Linked DNA regions of Mus musculus: regions 1 and 3 are each linked to region 2. The links are chromatin contacts, called in public Hi-C and HiChIP or PLAC-seq maps. All regions are on one chromosome and are shown on one strand. The core of a region is the stretch at or near the end of the contact, and the rest is flanking DNA. Distances in the headings are between cores, read along the strand shown.

Region 1 (4,548 bases), core at 1,159-3,658, 150 kb before region 2:
TTGGTGATTTACACATCAATGACTTTACCTCTTTGAGTTTTAAACCACTCTTGTTTACAAAATGAGTGGCACTGATGTATTTTCTTGGTTTTCGTTCTTTTCCTTAGCTCTTGGTACTTCCTTTTCTTCCTAAATAGCTCTGTGCTGATCACCTTTCCCTGTGTGCCTCCTACCTGGCTGTTTTGTGTCGTCACTGTTCCCTAAACATGTGAGGCTGATATACGTAAAGTATTTGCCACAATTTACAACATGCCAGCATGATGGAACAAAATTCACATTCCTGGTTCCCTTACTGGTATTTATTAGTGTTGTGTATTCACTGCACATAGTAGCAGGTGTCCTGAACACATTTGCATGTATGCACATCATGTAGGATTAGGCCAAGTAGTCTCTCTTCTTCCCCTCCCCTTCCCACTAGTCTCTCCCTCTCTCTTTCCCAGGCAGTCTTGCTTCCAATTTTATACATAAAGACATATATGAATATATTTTCATAAATAGATATTCATAAATGTATATCTACATACATAATATAGGGCATATTCAAGACACACTGGCCTTTGTGTTTGCTTTTTTAATGTCTTTCTGAAACTCATCACTGCGTGTACTCTTTAAAGATTTATTTTATTTTTAATTATGGGTATGTGTTTGTCTGTGTGTGGTATGTACACATGAGTACAATGACCTTAGAGGCAGGAAGGAGATGACAGATGCCCTGAAGCTGGAGTTACAGGTGACTTGAAGTGGCCCTCTGGAGGAGTGGTGAGTGCTCTTAACTACTGAGACATGCTTCCAGCCCCACTACGGATGTTTTTAAACACTTACGTTTTATGTCTATAAAAATCCAGAATCCTCATAAGAGAGAAAAACATGTGTTGTTTGACTTTCTGGCTCATTTTGCTAAGATGAGGACGGATGATGATGGTGGTGGTGGTGATGATGGTGATGATAAGTTGTCTACCTCATTCCCTTTGTAACTGAGTCAAGCTCCTCTGTGTGTCTCTCTCTCATTAACAAATCTATTCTGCTGATGGACGCCTAGGCAGAGCCACAGCTTAGCTACTGTGCGTGAATGGCACCACAGAGCAAGCACATGTCTGCAGCCATCTCTGTGATAATACACTCCCCTCTTCAAGCCCGGGGGGGGGGGTGCTGTCACACAAAGTGTAGCTTAGAAAATAAGGTACAGATTCTGTCTGCAAAACTAGGCTATCCTGTTAGCCGACATGCAACAGAAAGGTTTGGCGGCAGCCAAGAAAGACAAGGGACACTGGTAGAACCCCCAAGTAGCTTCCCAATGCCTTTAAATACATGCTCCCCTGTGTCTGTGTTTGGAGGGGCCACAACTGCTCCCCCAGGCCTGCCCTGCACCCTCTCTTTCTCTCTGCTTCAGCACACTAACTTTAGATTAGAGTCTCCGACTCACCACATCTGTGTCACCTCAGAACCTTCCCTCCTGCCAAGAAGCTTGCTATCCACTTGGATGGACCCAAACCATCAAACCACACTTGAATGCCAGCTTTTATGTGACTCTCTCCAAGCATGCCACCCTGGTTCTAAAGACAGAACTAGACCCTCACTGGATATGCCAGAAGCTTGTGGTGTACGGGAAGTCCCTGAGAGAACCCTGTGGATTGGCCTTGGCACTCTCACACCTGGCTAGCATCCGTCCTGGCCCACAGTAGCTCTTCACAGACAAGTGCATTTTCACATATGCATTTCAGTAGTCGGGTGCTATAAGATTAGCTGTCTAGCATCATAGTTTACCGGGTATACGTACGATTCCTAATGAATACCAATGTGGAAACAGAGGCCGAGTGATATCTTGTGATTTCTGGAAGGCCACTTAGTTGGGACATCGGAAGTCAGTCTTAGTTTCCGGCCTGTGCTCCGGCATCTTGACTAGTGAAGTGTAGTGCCTAGTGCAAGCACTCAGATACCGTGTGTGCTCTAAGAGACTGCAGACAAAGATGCCAGCAGCAAGCAACCACAGCCACAGAAGCCATCATGGATCAGTTTCACTTCCACATACCATGCGCACGCGCACATGCCTGCCTGCGCATGTGCGTCTGTCTATGTGTGTGTGTGTGTGTGTGTGTGTGTGTGTGTGTGTGTGTGTGTGTGAGTGTGTGTGTGTGAGTGTCTGTGTGTGTGTCTGTGTGTGTGTGTGTGTGTCTGTGTGTATGTGTGTATGTGTGTGTGTATGTGTGTCTGTGTGTGTCTGTGTGTGTGTGTGTCTGTGTGTGTGTGTCTGTGTGTGTGTGTGTCTGTGTGTGTGTGTGTGTGTGTGTGTGTGTGTGTGTGTGTATAGAGGAGGCTATAGAGCACAGTGTCTCTCCTCAGGTGACCTTGTTTTTTGTAGGTTTAGTTTGGTTTTAAACAGCATCTCTTACTGGCACCTGGAGCTCGCTGATTCAGCTGGGCGAGCAGACTTCCCATTTCTACTTTCATGGTGCTAGGATTGTGAACAAGACACCACACCCAGCTTTTTACACGGATTCTGGCGATCTGAACTCAGACTGTGGCACAGCAAGCACTTTATAGACAGAATCATTTCTCCTGCCCCAGTTCCACAGACGTTCATCAGAGACCAGGCAATTCCCAAAGCCGGATGCTCAACCCATGGCTGGATCTCTCCAAAGACACAGCCTGCAAGTATGCTGGGGGTTCAAGCTCAGCAGTGTGCTGGTGGCCTGGGAAGTGGGATGACACAGGAAGGCTCCCTGAAGCATAGACTTCACCCACATCTATAGACAGACCAGAGATCTACAAACCTCAAATCACAAGCATTTTCCTTCTCCTGTCCCCTAATGCATGGAGATGTTTTATCTTGCATTTCTAATGCAGCCTTTCTGTTCAGTTTCAATGGTGATTAACAAGAACACACACACACACACCTGTGTGTGCATCTGCTCTGTTCTTGCCGTAGGGTCAAAGCAGACAGCTGTGCTATAGAGCAGGAAGTCTGTTTAGTGGGGTTCTGTTTCTTGGTTTCTTCTGTCTAAACTTCATTTGTGTGTAGAAGCAACAGAAATGTGCACATGAAACTGTGAAGTTCCCTGGCGACTGTCACAGCGTCAATAGCCCCAAACCTGACAACTTGCTAACACCAGAACCGAAACCGAGACTGAGACTGAGCACTGGTTTTGGTCACGCACCACCCCCACCCCCACCCCCACCCCCACCCCCACCCCCACAATGTCATCATTCCAGTCTTAAATCCTAACGCAAGTCCTTCCACTGACAGAAGAAGATCTGCCTGGACACTTGAGGCTGTGAACTCACAATACCTCTCATATGAAGCACTGACTTGCAATTTTAATGATTATCTTTGTCCAGCGAGCATGAGCATGACTAAGCATCCTGAGCCAACGTACCGAGGAAACCCAGGCTTCTCCTCCATTCCTACTCCCTCATCCACACTGAGACCTGAGGCAGGTGCTCCTTCCTGCCCTTGATCAAGGTTCCCAGAGCAGTGACAGAATTCACAGTTCTCTCTCCACCTACACAGGTTGGACATACACCCTCCGCCCATGACACAATAGGTTATACTCCTGGACCAGCACTAAGGTAAGGAAAATCATTGCCCCTGGTTCAGACACCACCACCTAGGTGCCCACGTATGTTTCTCCTTCCTATGATGCTGCTTTGGTAGTTGGTAGATAGTGTTATTCAGATTTCTGTTGTTATAACAAACATCTGAGAGAATCAGCTTAAAGAGATGAAAGGTTTGTTTTGTTTGGTGTTTTAGACACCCCAGTCCCTCATTGGTTGGTGTTGCCCTTGGATCTGTCCTGAGTCAGCAGACTATGGTACCCACATGTGTTAGAACATGACACCCATATGTGTTAGAACATGCTACATGCTACTCACTTCATGCATGGCTGCCACAAAAGCAGAGAGAGTAAGGGGCCAGTATCCCATAGTCCTCCTCTATAGGGCATGGTCCCAGGGACCTATAACGTCTCACTGTCCCAGGCTCATAAAGTCTAACCACTATCTATCAGTACTCTTCCTGGGGCCTTTGTGGACAGTCTAAAGCCAGGCTGTAGCAGATGGCACAGATCCTTGCATTTTACAGAGATCTTTGATTAGCAACCCTGGCTTCTGTCACTGGCTTGTGTGGTAACCTGTGGTAATAAATGGATGCTCATTTCAGGGCAGAAAAAAAGGAGCAAGAACCTCAGCTCAGGTCTTGATGAAATCAAGGCTAGGCTTAATCATTAAGTAGATTTGTTCAATTTTGTGTTAATCTCGTATCAGGGATTCTCATGGGCTTGTCCAGATATTTATGAAATAGCATTGGGTTTTAATGTCAGGACTGGGGTAGTGTGTGTTCAGATACCAAGGAGGATTGTGGGTGTGCCCGGGTATTTACTAAATAATGGTGGGGGTAAGAACAACCTTAGCAAGACCTTCCTGGGGTGGAAAGAGAGAGGGAGTAACCCAATTCACTAATTAACTTACTAATTAGTGAGCAGCTCACTCCTAGTGTTACAAACCTAAGAAGCACAGCATGTTCTCAGAAGCAAAAGGTGACTGATCGTAAAG
Region 2 (4,278 bases), core at 91-2,590:
TGCCGTCCGTCCGTGGGCCTGCAGAAGCCACGGCAATGAACCCGCACTTGCTTGGCATCAGGACCAGACTCTGCCCAGGCCTGGCTGAGAGGGCACGGCAGGGGACGGAGAGCCAGTGATAGATGGCTCGGGCAAAGTTGACCCAGGGACCAGTGGTGGAAGAGAGAGAGAAGCCATGGTTTTCACCCAGGAGTCACATATGGCAAGCCTGTAGCTGGGTGCTTGCCCGTGGGATGGGTCTGTCCCCTGCTGACAACATGAACAGAGACTTCTGAAGTTCTTTCCTTCTTGGGAGCAAAAGGGCTGAGTAAATTTGTTCTTGTACAAACAAGAGGAGCATGAAGATGGAGTAATGGCATCAGCCACTTAGTCTCTGCCTGGCAGTGAAGCTGCTCACCCATTCCAGTGCCATAGCTCTGGGACAGTATTGCAGTATCAAGCAATGGGGGTGGGTGTGGAGTGGGGAGTGGGGGGGTGGAGGGTAGGGGGTGGGGGCGTGGAGAGAAGCTGGCAGGAGGGATGGCTTCCTCCTGACTTGGGCAAGTATGTGTTCAGCATTGGCTACGAAGGTGGTTTCTCCTTCTTCGGGCATTATGGAACTTTCCAGATATATGACAGATGATTAAGCTGATGACATCTGCATCAGTAGATAACAAGAATGCAGCCTGGTAATTTGAATTCGACAGCGTTGGGACGGCATCAGATCTCATTAGCATGGGTCCAGCTCCTTTGCTCTCAATGTCATCAGAAACCTTCCCAGAGATCCACAGTGACGGGCACACATATGGCATTCTGCCACAAAGACCTACCTGGCCACACACAGGACATGGAGCACCAGAGCTTGAAGCACAGCAGGTCAGCCCTAGAAGGACCAGTGAGGCCAGCGTTCCTACACTGTCCTTGGATGTGCATAAACGAGAGGCAGAAGGCTCCTGCCTTCCAGTCTCTGCAGCAGTGCTTGGTCACCAAGGTAACCAAGCCCTTTATCGAGCAGGGGAGCAGAGAAAGCCGGTCCCCAGGATTTCACTGATGCCTGGCCCTCCACCTGTATATGGGATCTAGCTTTGCTGCAGAACATATTGTCTACCGAAAGGCCTAAGTCTGTCTGTGGCGTGTCCTCAGCCTCAAAACAGTCCCACCTCCAAAGAAAAACCCTCAAAGAAAGCGTCTCCTATTTTCTGCTTAAGGTTGACTTTCCTCCTCTGGCACCCCTCATCCACACCAAGTTACAAAGTAGAGAGCACTCATCATCCGGACGGCAAACATCAGTCATGTCTGTATGGAGGCTCAACTGGACAGCTGTGAAGAGCAGAGTGGTAGAGTGGAAACTCGCTCCTCGACCTCCTTCCTGCCTCTTTGACTCGTTGAGCATGTCCCCACCTCAGGGCCTTGGCACTTCCTGCCCCACTCAATGATGCGTCCCTTCCTTTTCTGTGCTCCCCCTGTCTTCTACTCAAGCTCTGTTCTCTGACTCGACCCCAGCTCTGCCTCCTCCTCTCCAATGCCACAGTGATGCTGCACAGGGAGGAGGGGGGGCTGAGGGGGAGGAAGGGCCTCTTTGATGCAGACCAAACAGCCCAACTCACCCTGATTGCATCTAAAGGCAACCACCATTTGCAGCCAGGAGCCCCTAACATACTTCCTTTTCCTGCGTCTCTTCAGTGGGAGAGCCTGAAAGGCTTCCAGATTCTTGTGAACTTTTATTAACCAAGGTGGTTGTATGAAATCTGTGGCCTCATAGAAAAAGAGAGAAATGTCACCAGGCAGCAGTAGCATACACCTCTAATCCTAGCACTAGGGAGGCAGAGGCAAGTGATTGAGTTCCAGGGTCCAGCTTGGTCTACCGAGGGAGTTTCAGGACAGCCACAAATACACAGAGAAACCCTGGGTCAAGAAAAGAAGGAGGAGGAGGAGGAGGAGGGAGGAGGAGGAGTTGGAGAAGGAGGAAGAAGAAGAAGAAGAAGAGGAAGAGGAAGAGGAAGAAGAAGGAGGAGGAGGAGGAGGAGGAGGAAGAAGAAGAAGAAGAAGAAGAAGAAGAAGAAGAAGAAGAAGAAGAAGAAGAAGAAGAAGAAGAAGAAGAAGAAGAAGAAGAGGAAGAAGAGGAAGAAGAGGAAGAAGAGGAAGAAGAGGAAGAAGAGGAAGAAGAAGAAGAAGAAGAAGAAAGGGGGCTGGGGGAATGTCCCAGGGCATAAGATCATGCAGTTGTAATGAGACAAGCCACACAAGTGTATGAAGCTCTAACTGTGCCAGGATCATCATTTTTGGCCCTTTCTGTTGTATGTACTCAACTGTGATTCCCACACATGTAAGACACTAGTGGGTCACTAGGACTCAGTGATGTTTACTTAGGACAGCTCAGGGCTTTCTCCCCAGTGAGGTCATGCTTCTCCAAAGCCAACGGATGAGATACGTGCTTGTGCAAGTATGAGTGGAGATGCGGCTCAGTTGCTAGAGTGATTATAGCACGCACGAAAGCGGCCTAGGCCCCACCCTCAGCACAGCAGAAATGTGGGGTGAATTTGAAGCCAGCATGTGCTACAGGAGACCCTGTATCAAAATACAGAAAGAAGGGAGGGAAGAAGGGAAGAAGGGAGGAAGGGAGGAGGGAAAAAAGAGAGAGAAAAGCTATTCGGTGTAGTGTTTCAGCAGAATACAAAGCAGCTGAGTCAAAACCCAATGTGTGTGCTGGAGAGAGGGCTCAGCGGTTAAGAGCACTGACTGCTCTTCCAGAGGTTCTGAGTTCAATTCCCAGCAACCACATGGTGGTTCACAACCATCTGTAATGCGACCCAATGCCCTCTTCTGGTGTGTCTGAAGACAGCTACAGTGTACTCATCATATATATACAATAAATAAAATGTTAAAAACAAAAACAAAACCCCACTGTGTCACAGCCCACGCTCCATCCCATGCTCCATCCAGGATGAGTGAGGAAGAGCTGGAGTACTTAAGTTCTGGTCCCCTGGCTCACTCGCAGGACATCGGACAGGTTGAACCTCCCTTTACTCTGGGGTTTGAATTGTCAGGTTTTCAGGTATGAGATGGTAGTGAGTGGCAGTGCCTCTGGCACAGTGACTGTGTCAGGGACCTGGTGCGCACTCCCCTTCTCCCCCAAGGTTTCACACAAACACAGATGGAGACAGTATGCTGGAACTGATGGTGAGCCGTGAGCTCCAAACTGAAGACCATCAGCAGTGTGGACATTAAAACCATCTGTGTGGGAACAGCCTAGTTTTCCTCTTCTGGACACACAGTATGGCTTTCTACTGCCTTTGAAGCTGTCTCCATGGGCTCAACACTGGCCAATGAGAACCAAGCAGAAATGACAGGGGTCCCAAGAGTAAGCCATGAGTCACAGCAGTCAGAGCCTTCTCCCATGGGTAAGTTAAGCTGGGGTCAGGGGTGGCACACTGCTGCAGCCTTCCCTCCCTATCCTCACTCACTCCTGAGTAAAGCTTTGCTTTTGGCACACTAGGGCAGCTCTATGCAAAGCACAGAGTTGTAAAGGGATTCAAATCTGGTGGTATTAACATAAAGAGCTACTTTACAACCACTGGGCCCTGGGGTGAGAGGCTAAGGAAGACAGGAAAGGGAGAGGTTATATTGTATTAGTTTAACCCAACCACTTCATTCAGTGTAAAATTAGGGCTAGAGATGTAGTTTAGTGGTAGAAACCTCAGCTAGTGTGTGCTAGGTCTTGGGATAGAATAGTGTACTGTACAGTACTGCCTAAATAAAAGACTTTTAAATTGAACTACTTAAAACAAATAAATAAAAAAAGGAAACAGTCCTAAAGGTAATGGAGTCAAAATCCTGACTGTCCTGGTTTCATCCTGTTGCTATGACCAAAGCAACTTAGGGGACGAAAGGGTATCGTGGCTCACACTCCCAGGTCACACAGTCCATCACTGATGGAGCCTGAAGCAGAAACCATGGAGGCTTGCAGTATCTGACTCAGCTTGCTTTCTCATTCAAGACTACCTGCCCAGGGAATCATGTCATTCACAATGGGCTAGTTCCTTCCACAGCAGCTTAAAGCCAATACCACTCTCCACAGACATGCCCACAGGCTGATGCAGTCTTTCAATTAAAAGTCCTCTCTCAGGAGACTCTGAGTTGTGTCAAGTTGACAGTTAAAGCTAAGGTGGGCACCAACATTGTATATAGCATTTATAAATACACTGGCAACAGTAGGAGATGGCAGGCCTGGGTGACAGGCACTGCTAACAAAGAAAGTTTAGGGACCCAGTGGAGATGCGGATGGACAGATGTATCATG
Region 3 (4,819 bases), core at 2,236-4,735, 200 kb before region 2:
TGACACAAAGCAGTGCGTTCTTCTTTCACAGATCTGGTGAGAGCACCAAGACAGAGCAGGGCTGAAGGCTACAGGAGAGGCAACATGGAACCCAGTGCCTGGCACCTGGAGAGTACCAGAGACAATGAACTTAGTTCCATTGCTGCAATGTCTCCTCCTCTCCCTCCCTCTCCTCCTCTTCCCACCTCTCCTCGTCTTCTTTTCTCCTTGAAGCTTTGTTTGTTTTACAGGTATGTTTGCTTGGCTTTGAGGCAGAATAGCATGTGACCCATGTGAGGGCAACTTTGAAGTTCTGATCTTCCTCCTTCTGAATTGCTGGAGTTATAACCATACCTGGAGGGTTCTATAGGATTTCTTGATGCTATTCTCTGAAGGTAGGATGAAGGACCTTGGCCTGGAACTTTACTCTTTTCTTTTAGTAACTGATGACATTTTTGCCTTGCCTACTCCTTTATTCTAGGTATCCCCTCAACTTATCAAGGCTCTCCATCCAATGCGGTGGACACCTATGTACAAGGTACCTGTTATATATTAGTACTAGATGACATGAGAAACCACAGCTTCCACTGGCCATGAGCTTCCAGTCAAAGACTCATGGAAGTGCTGAGCAGAAAAGTTTCAGATGAGGAGAGCCATTCCAAATTTCGAGTGGGCTTGTGAGGATAAAAATGGAAGCCATGAAAACCATGGCTCCGTGTCTCTTCCAGGAAGCTCCTGTCCCTCCTCTGTCTCACTTCTAATCTAAATGTCATCCTTTTGTACCTCAGATTTCATGGGAAATGCAATCTCTGGCTGTGGTTTCCCCGTGCATTCTCCGGATGGTAGTGTTGACCCGGGACTTGGCCAACCTCCACTCTCCACATCCTCTTCCCTCTGGCTCACTGCTACTCAAGTTTGGACTCAGCTAAGTCACTGTCACATGGAGGGAGTTGTGCCTTGTGGATATTGGTCCACAAGGTTCAGCCTACCCTTTTAAACATCATCAGCACACACCACCCAAAATGCTACTAACTTTGCCAGATAACCCCTGGAGTGGGTCACAGCCGCGAGGACCACTGTGAGGCTCTTCACCGAGATGCCTGCATGCTCCACTTGATCAGATGTTGCTGCATGGGGGAAGCCCAGTCTGGCCATCTCGTGAGACCCTCACCCCAGCTGCTGCACATCACCCTCCCCACTGCCACTTCCTTCTTGTGTGGCCCCTTGTCCCCCTGAGACCTTGTCACCATTTGTTCCTGTCTTCTCTTCTCATGTCACTCCTCCACACAGCTGTCTCTGTTTTTGTGGTTTATACAACCATCCCACCTCGTTCACACCTTAGACAGTCTGCCTCTCCCCGATGTAACTCCCCAATGCCAAAACATCCCATCGCTGCTCAGTCACAAGGCACCTGATGGCCATTATTTTACTTGTCCTTTTCAGTACATCTGCCATCCTGGATTATAGTCTGAAGCTTTCCACGAGGCCAGTTATGTTGGTTTTCCTGCTATGGAGGGTTTAGCAATAAAGCAGAGGCAGGAAATACAGGAAGACACAGCCCACTGATATGACCACCTTACTCCAACGCACCAGGGTTAGTAGTGTAAAGATGGGTGCTCTCCAGGACTCACAGGCCAATCAGACAAGTCAATGAGCTCTAGGTTCAGTGAGATAACCCTGCTTCAAAAATAAAGTAGAGAGCTCTTGGGGAAGGTACTCAGTGTTGATCTCTGACCTTTACACATAGATGCACACTATACATGCACAGCCCGAACCCACACATACATACAGACAAGCTGAGATCTTGGGGAAGGTATTCAGTGTTGATCTCTGGCCTCCACACATACATGCAGACCTGTGCATGCACAACTCCATAAGAAACTCGCAAATATACATGCAAGCTGAAGATCAAGGTTAGCCATCCCACTGGTTATGTCGAGCATCCACTGGCCACAGCTTTTCCACTCTTCCTCTCCCACTCATAGTTCATACTCTGACCTAGAGTCCAGGACTACTGCTGGCTTCCTGTGCTCTCTGGCTTTTGTGTAGGTTGTTTTTTTGTTGTTTTGTTTTGTTTTGTTTTGTTTTTTACCTGAAACGCTCATTCCACTTTTCCTACTAGGGAGCATCCCACATTCTTCCATCTTGGTTGAGAACCTTCTTCCTGAGCCTGATTCTCACTTGAGATGGAGTCATCTTCTTTTCTTGAGTTTCCAATACTTCCCACAGCTTCATAAGGCATCTCACCTCATGCTTCCCTGAAAAGGCTTGACTCCCACTGCAGAGTCTGGTGGACTTGCTGGCCTCCAGTGCTTCGTTACTGAGCTGTATTTAATTACACCCTGGGCTGGGTGAATGCATGAGTCTTAACCTATATTTTGTCTAGATCCATGAATCTCAAGAAAATGCTGCCCTACCCTAGCACCATGAGAGCTCTGCTGAGATGCCCCGAAGTGGTCACAGGCAAGACACAGGACATACTTATGTACAAATGCAAGAGTTTATTTTCTTTATAAAGTTAACTCTGGATTATTATGAAAATTATCACTATTTAAAAATATATTAAATACTGAAATAGACACCTCCTACTATTAAAAATAGCCTTAAAAAACCTTTCACATATAATGAAAAGATAAAAGACTTTTAAACACACTGAAGAGATAAATATAAATTATTTTTAAGGTCAAGGAATAGAGTTAGTCTTTAGGTATTGCACATAATTTGTATAGATGAAAATGATAAATTAGAGTTTTTCAGATTTATTTGTGTGTGTGTGTGTGTGTGTGTGTGTGTGTGTACAGTGCCATTAGAAGCCAGACGAGGGCATTGGATTCTCCCAAAACTAAAACTGTAGAGAGTTGTGAGCCGCCCAATGTGGCTACTGGGAACCAAACTCTGATCTTCTAGAAGAGCAGAAAGAGCTTTTAATTGCTGAGTCATCTCTCTAACCCTGGAATTAACATCTTTTTTTGAAATAATAAAGGTCACTTTGTGGATGTCTATAGGAAACAGCAGAAAATTAAACTCTTGTGATAGCAAACTTTTCACAACTTACTTAGCAACAATTACTGACTTCTGTAACCTAAGTACACACAGAGAGGAAGTAGTTTGCTATTTGAAGTGTGTGTGGTGCAATGATACATTACAGAGGTTGTTGTGTGTTCAGAAGCATAACACAATAGAACTGGTTGAGGATGTGTGGCCTCCGATGCCCCTTTAAAAGCCCATGTTACTTGTGTCCCCTCCTGCCCCCCACCAGGCCCATGGTAATACGTCATTTTAAAATTAATGGTCTGGGATGCTGGAGATGGCTCTTGCAGAGAGCACACACTCATCTACACACACACACACACACACACACACACACACACTTAAAAATAATAAAGCAAATATTCAAAGTAGAGGATTTCCCAGAAGATGAAAAGGGAGAATTTAAAGCAACAGTACTTGCCTTTGTGGAGGACTGGGCTCCTGCACCTCTTGAGAGGAGCCTCCTCTGAGGAGGATCGTTTCCATGGCTACAGAAGTTAGTCTTGCAATCACAAGGGTTCCTTTCCTGTTTTGTTCAAAACAATGAACTAAAAACAACAAACCAAACAAGGATTGATTTCCAGTAAGCTAAAAACAACAACAAGAAAGTCTCTTATGGGCAGAATGGCTCTACACTGCATCTGTTTACAAGGGCTTCTTTAGGCAGAATTCGGTGGCAGTTAGCCGACAGGAAAGAAGAGGGACAGGAAGCATCTGCATAGTGTACTCATACACGTGAAATAAATAAACAGGTCTTTAAAGAGAAAGAGAGAGAGAGAGGGAGAGGGAGGGAGGGAGGGAGGGAGGAACAACCCCATTCCTCCTCTCCAAATCACCATATACCAAAGATTCTGCTTTTGGTTGAAAATGTATTAAGATGAGTCAAGTCTTGCATCTCCTGTACAATCACAGATCAGGTGGATACTGGCCCTATAAGGTCTGTCTCTACCTTTTTTGGTATTTCAGAAAGTACAAAGGACCAGGACTCCTCCTGAAGGTCTATGCTCAGGTTCTCTCCACTCTAGCTTTGGGATGCTACAGGCTCTGTATGAACCAGGCCAAATATCAGAGAGAGGCTGCCCTCTGCCTCTCAGCTGCATCCTAGAGAGTGAGAGTGGGTGAGGTGGTACAACTCCTTGGCCTTGTGGACCCTGGCCCATGACTAAATTGTCTGCGATGTGCCTTCTGTCTTATCCCTGAGACCTTGCCGCACTGATTCATTTGTGACAGCTAAGACTGGTTGTCACCTGATAGATCCAGAAGAGAGAACCCTCGCCCACCACACTGGTCTGTGGGCACATCGATGGGGTGTTTTCTTGATTTTTAATTGATACAGAAGAGCCTAGCCCCCTATGGATAGTACCATCCCTAGACAGTCAGTCAGCCTGGGCTGTATAAGAAAGGTAGACAAATGTGGACCAGAAGCAAGCCAGCAAGCAGCATTGGCCTCTGTTTTAGTTTCTGCTTCCATGTCCCTGTGCCTTGTCTTCCCTGGATGATAGCTTCATTCTGGGAGCTGAAATACACTTTTTGCACTGGCTTCCCTGGATGATTCTATATCCTGGGAGCTGAACACACTTTTGCTCCTTCAGGTTGATTTTGATCAGGGTTTTATCACAACAGCATAAATGGAGCTGGGGCAGGAGCAGTGGGCAGTTGGGGTGTCAGCCACCACCTCCTGCAAGCCAGCCTTCCTCTTAGGCAAATTCTTCAACAGTCTCCGGCCTCCACCATACTCCACAATTGTGACCTTCTACCGGTTGCCATGGAAATAATTTCTGGATTATAAATAATGACAATGTGAGTTTCC

Evidence for each region. Hi-C and Micro-C count contacts between places; a contact is called where the count stands out from the background. HiChIP or PLAC-seq counts read pairs in DNA pulled down with a chosen protein or histone mark.
Region 1: a contact with region 2 is called in a Hi-C map of Sertoli cells, with 2.2 times the contacts expected there. The contact joins two enhancer-like sites. A contact is called at or near these places in 2 of 484 Hi-C or Micro-C datasets (the N1E-115 cell line and Sertoli cells) and 6 of 115 datasets of contacts at active chromatin or transcription factors (double positive thymocytes, embryonic stem cells and large pre-B cells).
Region 3: a contact with region 2 is called in an H3K4me3 HiChIP or PLAC-seq map of embryonic basal ganglia, with 2.8 times the contacts expected there. The contact joins two enhancer-like sites. A contact is called at or near these places in 1 of 484 Hi-C or Micro-C datasets (embryonic fibroblasts) and 5 of 115 datasets of contacts at active chromatin or transcription factors (embryonic basal ganglia, embryonic forebrain, embryonic hindbrain and 2 more).

What each region holds. Positions count from the first base shown.
Region 1 is chr8:10,829,028-10,833,575 of GRCm38.p6, forward strand. No RefSeq gene overlaps it. Among named protein-coding and RNA genes, the nearest start is that of Gm32485, 14 kb to the left of the region's middle. Within about 2 kb of position 2,409, at least 51 of the 459 cell types and tissues checked have an H3K27ac peak or open chromatin away from gene starts, as enhancers often do. A contact at or near this core is called in the N1E-115 cell line, where this site is marked.
Region 2 is chr8:10,978,716-10,982,993 of GRCm38.p6, forward strand. No RefSeq gene overlaps it. Among named protein-coding and RNA genes, the nearest start is that of 9530052E02Rik, 27 kb to the right of the region's middle. Within about 2 kb of position 1,341, at least 40 of the 459 cell types and tissues checked have an H3K27ac peak or open chromatin away from gene starts, as enhancers often do. A contact at or near this core is called in the N1E-115 cell line, where this site is marked.
Region 3 is chr8:10,781,201-10,786,019 of GRCm38.p6, forward strand. No RefSeq gene overlaps it. Among named protein-coding and RNA genes, the nearest start is that of Gm32485, 34 kb to the right of the region's middle. Within about 2 kb of position 3,486, at least 14 of the 459 cell types and tissues checked have an H3K27ac peak or open chromatin away from gene starts, as enhancers often do.